Linked DNA regions of Gossypium arboreum: region 2 is linked to region 1. Evidence: chromatin contacts called from public Hi-C data. All regions are on one chromosome and are shown on one strand. Each heading gives the region's core, a stretch centred on a gene start, on an enhancer-like site or on the middle of the called end of the contact. The rest is flanking DNA. Distances are from core to core; before and after follow the strand shown.

Region 1 (6,395 bases), core at 2,278-4,777:
CTTGCTCGCATAGGGGCTATAGAGTTGGATGGAAAAAGAGAATCTCAGTCTGATATCCCCACTGATAACCGACTTACTCTTCTCCCATGGATAGATGGTGTGGCTCGATTAGTTTTGATACTTGAGCTTAATGATGAGGTTGCCATATCGAGAGCTGCTGAGTCAATTGCCGACTCATCTATCAATGAACATATGCGGACTTCATTCAAGGAAGCTGGTGCTATCAAGCATTTGGTTCGGCTTTTAGACCATAACAGTTTTGCTGTCAGATCAGCTGTGATCCACGCTTTGGAGAGGTTGTCTGTCAGGTATATTTTCTCTTTGTGTAGTCTTGGTAGATAATGCCTTCAGTTCTAAATGGGCAAAATTTTACCAAGTGCAGACATTTCTTGAAGTACACATTGACCCAGATTTTGGCCTTTCCTTTAGTTCACAATATTATTTTATGAATTATTGAGTCATTGTTTTGTCTTTCTTTGTTCATATTTAAAAGACAGTGAGTTTTTAGTGAGCCTTCTTGTGCTTTCTTATATGCTTCTTGAACCCTCTGGAGAAATATAACTCCCAGGGTTAGTGTTTGGGTATTGGAGGAAGCTCACATTTTGTCTCTCTACTTTATTAACAGCGAGTTGTCTAGATGCATCCATCGTCTCTTGATGGTCTCACCAGAATAGGGCCTAGTCTTATTCTTGTAACATTTTGTTGTAAAGTTGTGGCTCTTAATATCTGTTACAAAGTTATTTTTTTTTTTTTTTTTTTTGTGATTTCTCAATTTGCTTCATTGGCATTGATGCTGGTAGCATTTAATGTGTCGAATTGGTGTTATGGAATTTTCTTTATTGAACATTTGAGTCATGCCAGTAATTTTGACAATATCTTCTCATATTCATATTCATATTCACATCCACATCTCTATCCATGTATCATTTCCTTTTACTTTAGTGGTAGTTTCTGGAACTAAGTAACACAACATGTGCTTCATATTTTAGGTTTTAGATACAATAAAATGTTTCTGAAGTTTCTTGCTGGCTGCAGCCCTTCTCTTTATCATGTACTTGAAGCTGAAGGTATTTTACACCCTTTAGTTTGTACACTGAAACGCTCAGAAACCTCTGGAAGCTTGATGGAAAAGGTGAAGGCAATCTTTGTTTTCTCAAGTGGTAATTTGTAATAATTCTAGTTTGATATTTCTGACATGGATTGTTGCTGGATTTGCAGACCTTGGATATACTTGCTAGGATTTTAGACCCTAGTAAAGAAATGAAGTCAAAGGTTAGTCAGCCAATCGATTTTTACAGCATAATGTAAATGATAAAAGACATTTCCATCTGTTCCAATTTTTAAACTTAGACCCCTTAAGTTTTGCTTCTTTAGTTGCATGGCATTTGGGGTTGTCTTTTTCGGAAAGATCTTTTTGGCCATTTTCATTTTTATTAATATCTTGTTTTCTTATTAAAATGGTTATAACAGCATAAAACAAAGCAAGCAACCTCAATGATTCAAAGTTTTCGAAACACAGTCACCCATACGCTCACAAAGAATAATTTGGGCCCTATATTTTTCTGTTGACTTACCTAGTATACTGTTGTATCTAGTTCTACAATGGACCAGTTAATGGTTCAAAGATGGGTATAGATGCTGCAAGGAGCCTTAATGCTTCTGCCGGATTGACTGGAGATAAGCCTGTGTCAATAATGGATTCCAGGTTTTTCCCTCTTCTTTCTGGCATCTTTGTTTATTTGAAAAATGATGCTTCATCATTATGGTGTTCACCATTGGATCTTGTTCTGTTTCCAAAATGATTGCTTACTCTGGAGGAGATACATGGAGATAATCAATTGGGAAACATATTAATTGTTTTCCTCTTTCTGTTGTCTTCTATGTAGATCCACTTATCTTGGTAATGCAGGGTTTCAAAGTTTTATTACTTCTTCTCATCTTGGCTCTAAATTATTTTCTTCCACAATTTATCTATTTTCTCCCCAAGTTGATTCAATGAAACTGAAACTGACAGTAGCTCTTAAGGGGGACGGTGGAGTTTATATATGTTCCCTTAGTTACTTTAGGCTCCATTGTCAAAGCATGTACTACAAAAGGTTTTTTTATTTGCCTAGTGATTTAATGTTTTGGGATATTCATGTTGAATCCTTGGGTTCTTGACTGTAACACTAACCCGATGTATATTTTGGACATGTATTGTAGGAAAGAATTGCTAGACTCTACTGTCATTACTCGCCTTATTGAGATTCTGAAGACATCACCATCAAACCTGCAAAGAAAAGCAGCTTCTATCTTGGAATTCATAACAATAATTGAACCAAGCATGGAAACAATAATCAAAGTAGATGTATCGTCTGGTTTGGAAGCTGTTTTTCATCAAAAAGCTGTAAAAGGTAAGGGCAAATAATTCTTAGTTGAAAACACTTGAGCTGTACTACTGTAGACTTGTGAGAACATATACCTTTTCTATTTTGCAGACAAGGAAGCTGATGTAGAAGGTCAGGAACTAGACGAATATGCTCTTGAAATTGAGGAAGCTGGCCTTGCAGTCTCTGCAGCTTCAAGGCTACTAACAAAACTTCTTGACTCGGAACAGTTTTGCCAAAAAATAGACTCTACCCATTTCATCAAACTACTCCGCAAAATCCTTAAGTCTGATATCCCTCTTCGAAACAAAGATTGGGTTGCCGCTTGCCTTGTTAAACTGTGCTCCATATCCAATCCTAATGTAGATTTTGAGAATCCAATCAACATGGAGGTAACTCTTTATGAGACAATCCCAAGACTTATAGAGCAGATAAAATTGTCTCTTTCTCCAGAAACACAGGAATCCGCAGCTGTTGAACTTAACAGAATAATTTCTGAAGGGGTTGTGGATTCCACCCGAGCTGTTGCATCTGAGGTTGGTATATTTCCACTTGTGAATCTTATTGAACAAGGGAGTGACAGAGCAGTCGAAGCAGCCTTATCAATACTGTATAATCTGAGTATGGACAGTGACAATCATTCTGCAATCATAGCTGCTGGGGCAGTGCCAGCGTTGAGGAAGATTGTTTTATCGCAAAGATCACACTGGACACGAGCACTTCGTCTGCTAAGGAATCTGCCTGTGTGATGCCAACATGAATACTAGGTTTTTAGGGCCTTTGTACAGATCCTACAATCATTTTTGTTCTATTCAGCAGGAGCCATTTCTCTCGAGTTATAACAATCGCATTGGTATAATTTCATTGGAAAGCCCATGTTTTTGTGACAAGTTTTATGCAGTCAGCTCCTTGCCTTTTATCATAATAATGAAACTCATGTCAGATATTGTGGAAACCTTGAAGAATTCAACTGATTGCTGCAGTGTACGAATATCAATGAACAACTTTATAGTGTGATTAAGATCAAAAGTACAAAAATTGTTGATGACAGACAATGTGCTTTTTAGCTGATGATGGGTTGTACCTCCTGCTTCTAATGTTGTACGTTAAAGATCTTGTCAAGATATTTCTGACCAGCCAATGGCTCTATAGATAGTTTTATAAGTTATCCTTCGGCAGTTACCGGAGCAGAACACCATAAATAATAAATAATAAAAAATAAAAATCCAAATACGAAACAGAGAACTAAAAAAAGTGACAAGAAAAAAGAAAAAGCATGGCTTGCTTATCCTGCAGTTGTATATCCATTGCCATGGCCAAAGCTGTTATCCATCCCCCCATTGCCTCTCTTACTGACAAACCCTCCCCACAAGAAACCCAAACAAATTCAAAACCCAAAACAGCAACTCGACCAAGAAAAAGGAGACAACGTTTGCGACAACAAAAGCCACACCCTCCTCCCTCTGTCGTCCAGATTGAACGTGCCATTGGTGCTGGTTCCTTCCGTGACGCTGATTCCAGGCATATCTTTCTTCAGCCCCCCTTTGTTTTTTATGGGTAATTGAGAATAAGCTTGATGTTTGTTTTGTTTAAACATGGGCAGTGATTTGGAGGAGCAAAGGAGGAAGACGATATTCGATGGGCTTTTGCCTGTCACTGGTGGTAAATTTGAAGGAGACATTGAAAAGAAGCTCCGCGAGACTGGGGAGTGGATTGGTACCACTACTGAAGCAACCTTCCGTTCCTCCGGTACTTCATTTTTCTCTCTATTTTCTTTCAATCGAGTTCAGATAAGTTTTAGTACTGAAAGGTGAAAGCTACTTGTAAGACGGAAAGTTTAAGATGTATATGAAGCATATTTAGGTATAAGAGGTAGGCAATATGATTTTTTTTTTATACTGCTTTTGATAATAGCTTGCAGAATAGCGCAAAACAAGCAACCAATTGAATGATCTAGAAACTTCAACTCTTTTACCAAGTTAGAATGCAGATAATTTTCTGCCATTGTCAGTAGCTCAGGTCTCCACCCCTCACTGTGCTGACTTATGATATCGAATTAAGATCAATTGTTACATGCCAAGACTTAAGCTAAGCAAATATGCAGCCTTAACCTTGAATTTTACACCTTTAGTCAGCCTTCAAACACTCTATTAGCAGTTGCATTTAGAAGCAACCCACACTTAGCATATGTTGGAAAAGAGATGGGCAGTGCTGGACTTTCAACTTCTACGAATGAGGGTGAGGGTGACCTAGACTACTGTTGAGGTTGCATCCCATAAATCGTAATGTCATCCGGTTAGTGGTAAATTTCATTTGTTTTGATAGATGACTCGTATGATTGATTTTATTAATGGGAAAATTGGTTGTGCAGGAAAAACAATCCTGTTGGTTGTGCTACAATGGATCCTACCAATTTGGACCTTTTCTCTACTAGTTGCTTCTGGGGTCATAAAGCTACCATTCAGCACCCCCCTAATCGATGACCTCATCATGTGAAACCACTTTGCTTCATTCTTCTGGATATCATGTTTTGTGTATAAGATTGTTCACATCTTGTTTAAACCAATCAACCGCAGCTTCAATCATAATATCACCATGCCAAAAAATAGCAATGGATCTTAAAACCAAATTTACCTAAAGACTTTCATGTGTCTTCTAGTCTATACCGAAAATCTAATACCTTTCCTCATAAACCCTAAAAATGAAATATTAACAACTGCAATATAAATTCATCTTCCTCTACTTTTTAGGTTCGTAACTTGCAAAGTTTACTCCTAAAAACTATTAGGGCCCCTTTGGATACAAAGGTAACTGTTTCATAGCTTTTCATGCAAATCTTTTTTCAACTGGAGTTTAATGTGCTGCTTGGATCTCATTAGTGAGGTGAGATTGATGAAATATGGGTTTTTTTCTTAAATAATGTAAAAAAATTAAATACGAAAATGATACAACATGCATACTAATTATAAAAATGGGTCGATTTTTACAGTAAAATAAAGTGCCAACAAGCTGTCAAGTGGCACTATAAATTTTCCCATAACCATTAGCTAATTGTGCCGTTGAAAAAAAAATATTTTAAGTAGTACTACCTAACACATTGGCGGCATCAATATAAAGTGGCATCAATATAAAGTTTTAAATAATACATGTATTTTCGGGGATATACAGAATCAAAAATACAAAGTGAATTTTTTTTGTGATGTCGACTAACAAATTGATAACACCAGTGTTTTTTCTTTTTTTTTTTAAAGGTGGTAGAAAAAGAAAAAAAAAGGGTAAAAAATGCTGGTGTTATGGTACCACCTGCTAGGTTGACAACATTGGTTTGAAATTTTAAAATGTTTAGCCATTGTTAAAGAAAAAGGTTAAATGTTTTTTTTATGGGTGTTGCCTGATAGTGTGACAACACCAAACCTCCATATAAACCCCTTTCTTGACTAAAAAACAAAATTTTAGTTGTTTATGAGTTCCGAACAAAATGAGAGAGAAAAAAAAGTTGTTAGAAATTAAGATTGAAGATCAACAATATTTGTTTTCCATTTTAGAATTCAAGTTCTTTTTTTTTAACTTCAAAAAACAAGTTTGAATTGATAATGTTAGCTTGTAATTATTTTTATGTATTTTCATTTTATTTTATTATTATGTATGATTATGTGACTATATATTGATAATTAATAGTATGAGATGCAAGTTATATTGTTTGATAAAATTTTCTTTGTTGTTTTAAAATGGTATGAATTGTTTTAATAGGAACTAATATATATAATTTTTATTTTTAATTTGTTTTATAGATATACTATCGAAGATAAATAACCAATTCTTCATATATATCCACTTCGATGTGATAATTTTCCAAACATAAGTTGGTTGTATACTTGAATCGCGTCATCAAGTAGGAATGAGATTTAACAAGAGTGTAAAACTTGATGAAATCAAACAAAAGATTAGCGTGGAAATTGCTTGACGTTGTGAGAGGAAGATGCTCAGACTATTTTACAAATTTCTAGTTCCATCAAATCCGTGCAAATA
Region 2 (6,395 bases), core at 2,717-5,216, 870 kb after region 1:
TAAACTCATCTCACGTTATAACATTTTTATGATTATCTAGAATTCTTCCAGTTTTTTAATGTAAGTTAATTCAGTTGATTAAGTATTCATTAGTACTTTAATCAGTACTAAGATTCAAGTTTAACATTAATCTTATTTGATGAATGATTTCTAATATCAACTTTTTGTGAGACATAACATACCCTAACGTTCAATTGCAATAACTCCCCCTCACCTAAATTTTTATATGACAAAAAAAAAAACTATTTTTAAAAACAAAACTCCTAATTAAAAGTAAACAAAAGAACTCCTTGATGGATTAATTTTTTATACAATATCTAATTTTGAAAATAAAGAATAGTACTACACACTTAAATGCATTTAAAATTGCATCTTTTAAATTGTGAACTATTTTTTAGCAATATACTTATATTAAATTAAGTATGATCCATGAGCTAGAGCACTGTTGTTTTATTAAAATCGGAAATTGTTTTCCAGTCAATTTTAGCCATGCATCATTTATATGATTTCGAAATTGCTTCAAAATTCACGTTGTTTGATACTTGGAATATAAAACCAAAAGAAAGGGGGGAAATCCAGAAAAATCCAAGGGAATTAAGTTATAGATTGGGACATTTCAACTAGGGCTGATGCTTATCTCAACTGAATCATACAATCTAATTTAATTGTATATGCATTTCAGCCTCTACCACCTTCCCTTTAATTCGCTCCATTTTTGCAACATTCTAATATGGGAAACCAAATTGAACAAATGCATTAATTTGTTTACTAAAATTGAAGTTAATTATTCTCTATTTTACTTTAAACTGATTTGACAGTGATATAATTGAAATTTATTGATCATATTGTGACCTATTTTTACTGCTCTCGTTAAGCCTTGATGGCTTGTAGTTCTGGGTTTTAATAAAATATATGGCCCCCTGATCTAATTAAGACAATGCTTAAGAAATACAATAATTACTATATTTCATTGGTTGTCATTGTTGAATTGAATGATTAAGCCAAATACAGTTTGACGATTTCTTTGATGATAATAATGTGAAAGTAACCTCGCCAACCGTGTGGAATGATGTCCCAAACCATCCCTCACTTCCGTTCAATACGCCATGAAAATAATTTTTTACCCTTTCCAATTTTTATAATCATAAATTCATAATTCCGTATACTGAAAATCTCGTTTCATACTCCATCTATAATTTATGTTAAATTCTAATTTTTAATAATTTTAGTTATCAGTACTTAGTTAGAATCTTTATTAGTTTTTATATTTTTCGAAGTTAAATTTATTACATTAAATTCTTTTATTTTTAAATTTTACACGACAAATATATTATAACATATGTAATGTGATATTAATGTATTATTTTCATATAAAACTCTCAAAAATTCATATTATTTTAATTAATAGATTTAATGTTCACTTTTTGAGTTAGGATTAAAATTTTAATATTAAGAAATTGTGTTAAAAATAATGAAAATATAAAAGATAAATTAAATTTACAACTTATATTTTTTGGGTAAAAAAGAGGCAACACTAGGCGATTACAACAACTAATTCATAAATGAAAGGATCTAGATCCATTAAGATTTTCATCCAACAAATTTCTAACAGAAACTGGTGCAATTGCAAATAAACGGAGCAAAGAGTCCCTTGTATCAGCATATTTAACCATGTGGTCCGCAGTCCCATTTTGATATCTCGGAATATGTCAGACACAAACCTTCCATCTTCACAGTAATAAATAATAAAATTTAATTTAACGGAATTAAATTCTACTATTTAAGTTAAATTTGAAATTTCAAAATGTAAAAATTAAAATAACTTAATTTTACCAAATTATACATTATAATAGCAAAATTTAATCAGAAAATTTATTATAACCCTGATTACTTTATTGCCAAATATTATATATTTTGGATTAAAGAATGGAATGGCACTTAATTCTAGAAAAATCAAAAGAGAGTTTAAGCTTGGACCAAATGGAAATATTTTATATAAGCTGGATTTAATGCGAAAAACAAGACTGATTTTTTTTTTAATTTTTCTTAAAAATTCCAGATGATGCTTTAAAGCTTATGTATTTGATTGCAAAAGGAGAGGGTCTGCTAGAATTTTTCAGCTCACTTTGTGGGATCACCTCTTACCGCCCTTTTGGTCAAAAAAACACTAGAAAGCTCTCTCACGTTTTTTTTTTCAAAAAAAAATCTTTTATTATTGTACTCAACTTTTTGAAACAATGTTCTTCAAAGTTGATACACAGTTCCACATTAAAAAAAAAAACCCTTACATTTTATAAGATTATTAAAAAAAAGATTTTGTTTGAGTGTACTTTATTATAAGATTAATTTCCTTTGAGCTGGAATCCTATATAGCCTGGAAATTATGTAGGGTTGATGATACAAATTAAAGTAGAGGAAGAGGGAACAAAATCATATTTAATGGTTAATTAAATTTTAACTTGGGGTTGGGATTTTAGGACCTAAAAAGCCAGTGGGGCATAATTTAGATATTAAAGCTTGATTAAAGCAAATCTATGGGAAAGTTAAAAAATAAAATAAAAGTGAAGTTACTGTCCTGAAAAGTAATATTTAATGTATTATCATGCATAATCAACATAATCAAATTAAAAAAAATATAAAAATTTGTAAATAAATATTGATAATTTTATTTAAATAATTATCCTAATTTATAATAATAATTTAGTAAATAAATATTTATTATTTTTAATTCATTATTTTATTGAAATCCAGATCATTTTCTTATCTATATTGGAAGTTTCTAAAATTCGTATTACGGTAACTGAAATTGAGAATAAAATAATCTACAAATAAATCACATGATTTTTATTACTATTTCTCTTTTCGATATTCATGCCTGATTTCTTAACATAAAAATACATTCCTCAATTGTTAAATTAAATGATCAGTTAAGAGTTTGGATAACAACCTTTGGAAAACAAAATCATATTGTAAAATTTAGTTCGCATTCGTAAAAAGAAATTATACATAGGATGAAATGTTGAATATATTACACTACTTTATTTAATGTATTTAGATGGAAAATAATATTCAAATATTTCTTTATAGACATATAAGGTTATTTAAAAGCATATTTTATTAAAATTTTCTTGTTATAAAAATAAGTTTAGTTTTTTATTATATTTTAATCTCAATTTTCATAAGATTATGTTAAATTATTCTAATTCTTATTTTTATTACAAATTAATTACTAATAATTAAATATATAATGTTGAAAAAATTATAAATTATAATTATAATTATAATAATCCATGAAAAGTATGAAATTTACTGTTAACAAAAGAGAGATTTTTTTTTATGGTTAGAGGTTTTTTAGTTATAACTAAATTTTATTTGAGATTAAAATATTAAATTGATAAAAATAATAAAAATAAATATTAAATTAATTCAAAATTTAAGTTTACGCCTATAATTTAATACCTCAAGAATACATGGTAATAAGATTATATGCTATATTATGATATTTTTATAATATTTGAGAATGTGAAAATAATAAGATAATCAGAAGGTTGAGAATCAAAATAACTTAATTTTATTATAGGTTGTAAGGTCATTTAGTGTTTTTATTTTAATATTTTTATGCATTTTACTTTTATTATTCATCTGTAGTTGATAAAATATCTAGTATATAGCAGTATTGGTAAATATACTTGTAAATTTTGAAAAAAAGAAACAAAAAGAAAAAAGAGCAAGTATAAGGAATCCAAAGCTAGAAACAGAAATTCAAGAGTGTATTTCTTTTCTCACACAAAGGAATAGGATGGCAGAGATAAAAAGGATAAATAGTGTCCATGAAAAACAGAGTTAAAAGGAGCAGGAAGAACATGAAGCAGCAGCAACCTGTCCTAAATGGAGCCCACTTTTAACTTTGACAGTGGTCTCCACCAACCCATTGGTAAGGTTGGTGGGGCCTCCCATTTTCTTTGTCCCAAATAAAACAACACCAGGCTGGAGGGACTGTAAGGGTGGGGGCTGCCATAGCTGGCTACCTCTACCCCTTCAATTAATCCATCGGCATCCACCTTAAGCTTAAGCTAAATGAAAATTTATCACTTAAAACAAATGTCAGTTTAGTTGTTTAAGATTCCAATAGTTGCTTAATTCTGTCAAAAAAAGAACCAAGGAAAATAAATTGCTTTATTTAATCTGACTCAAACCTTTTTCAATGTTTTTTAGTTTTTATTTTTGTTTTTGTGGAAAATGTTTTCTATGAATTGATTTTCCTCAGGGTTTCAGTCTTCTTTGGCTGTCACTTTCCTATTCAAAACCGCCTTTTATGATTTCCAAGTCTGAAAAAATATAATACCCATTTCTTTAGACTTTCAGATTCTTCTCTCCCTTATTGAAAAACCATTTCAATTTCACTTCTTTTTCATTCTCCATAACTCTTTTTATCTTAAGCTCTTTCGTCTTCTTCTTATCTAACAACTTCTTCTCTCTTTTTTGTTTCTGTTTTGTCCCTTTTCTCCTCTCTGTACACAGCAGAAAACACAGAGCATCATTAATGGCAGCCAACAAATTTGCTACCATGTTGCATAAAAACACTAATAGGATCACTCTTATTCTTGTCTACGTCTTACTAGAATGGATTCTGATCGTTCTCCTCCTTTTGAATTCACTGTTTTCTTACCTGATCATCAAGTTTGCTGATTACTTTGGTCTTAAAAGGCCCTGCCTTTGGTGTTCTAGGCTTGATCATATCTTTGAGCCATCAAAGTACAACAAATCATATAGAGATCTTGTGTGTGATGGTCATGCCAATGAGATTTCTAAATTGGGTTTTTGTTCAAATCATCGAAAACTCTCTGAATCTCGAGATATGTGTGAGGATTGCTTGTCCTCGTCGCCGTCGGAAAATGGTGGTGATGAAGTGATGGAAAACGGCGATGAGGATTTCAAGTGTTCTTGTTGTGGTGTCATGGTGGAGAAAAACTGGAATCTTCCTTGTTTCATGATTAAACCTTCCTGGGAGGTTTTGGATTATCCCCAGGAAGGAAATTTAATCACTGAAGGTGGAGACAAAGTTGAGGGCATTATTGCAGATGAGGGTAATGCTTCAGATGGAATCAGATCAGATTTTGTGGCTGATGATCATAAAGATGAACAGATGATTGAAGAAAACAAGAGAGTTGGCATCATTTCTGATGATGAAGGTATTGAACAAAAGGAAGTGGAAAAAGAGGAGTTTTCATATTTTGTTTCTAGTTTTGATTGCAACCAAGTGGCTGCTAATGGAGATGAAGCCGATGTGGTTATAGAGAAAGATCAATCATCAGTGGATGAAGGAGACTTAACTGTGTCAATGGCTGACCAGGGGTTAACTCAAGTCGCTTGTGCCAAAGAGGAGTCTCCTGAAATTCTGAACAAGCATCTGGAGTTTTACATCGGGGGGGATGACTGCCATTTGATTCCAGTTGAATTGATGGATTCTACTGCTATGAGAAGCCAAAAAATATACAAGTTCACAGAGGAAGATGAAGATGTTGCTGGTACTGGAGATGTTATTTTGGACTTTGATTTGCAGCAACCTGGGAGACCAGTGGAGTTGGTTGTGGAGAATGGTTGCAGTTCAGCGGAGAAAGTGACACCCCTTTCACCCCCTGTGAGTGAAGAGGAAACCATTGATGCAGTGGATGAACCAATGGAGCCTGATGGCAAGGAGGGCTTTTCAACTCCTGCAGTGGAGCAAGATTTGATGGAGAAGGAAGATGATCAACATGTTGCTACCACTCAAGCAAATATGCCCCCCTTGAATGAGGCTGATGATGTGCAACCAAACGCCACAACAAGAGAAGAGGAAATCAATTTAGATGTTAATCAAGGTACTTGCTTAATCCAATTTGATATATTTTTTTACCAAATGCCTATTATTGAACTATTAAAGACTAAAGTTTTTTGCAATTTCTTCAGCAATATCAATAGGGACAGATGTTGTGCAATTTAAGGAAACAATTGAAGATATTCAAATGCAACATTTATATGAATGCACACAAGGAGATCCCTCAACCAGTTCTGAATTACATGCAGATGCTGATCGTGGTAAACCTTAATTCCAAATTTAAAATGTCTTTTAATTTAAGAATTTTGTTTATTGAGGTGTTGTTAATCTTGGATTCCTTTACATTAGGCTCCAAGGATGTTGAGGAAGAAACAATGCAGCAGCTGAAAACTGCAACATTTGAGAGTGAGACTAGTGACCAACCAATGAAAAACCATCTATCATTATCTTCAGAGCTTAATGATATTGAGGAAGATAAAGTTCCGGATACACCAACTTCCATTGACAGTCTCCATCTGTTGCACAAGAAATTGTTATTGCTTGACAGAAAAGAATCCGGAACCGAAGATTCCTTGGA

What was found. Hi-C and Micro-C count contacts between places; a contact is called where the count stands out from the background.
Region 2: a contact with region 1 is called in a Hi-C map of leaf, with 6 times the contacts expected there. The contact joins the promoter of LOC108473722 here to the promoter of LOC108467097 in region 1. A contact is called at or near these places in 3 of 5 Hi-C or Micro-C datasets (all in leaf).

What each region holds. Positions count from the first base shown.
Region 1 is chr2:77,138,552-77,144,946 of ASM2569848v2, forward strand. LOC108467097 (probable NAD(P)H dehydrogenase subunit CRR3, chloroplastic) reads left to right here and starts at 3,528. Exons shown (of 3, transcript XM_017767602.2): 1 at 3,528-3,887; 2 at 3,970-4,115; 3 at 4,738-4,954. The coding sequence starts at 3,643. The coding sequence ends at 4,862. It overlaps LOC108467096, which reads left to right. Exons shown (of 9, transcript XM_017767601.2): 4 at 1-308; 5 at 1,036-1,132; 6 at 1,219-1,272; 7 at 1,596-1,705; 8 at 2,203-2,393; 9 at 2,478-3,321. The coding sequence ends at 3,115.
Region 2 is chr2:78,008,697-78,015,091 of ASM2569848v2, forward strand. LOC108473722 (myosin-binding protein 2-like) reads left to right here and starts at 3,967. Exons shown (of 3, transcript XM_017775444.2): 1 at 3,967-5,861; 2 at 5,950-6,078; 3 at 6,167-6,395. The coding sequence starts at 4,544.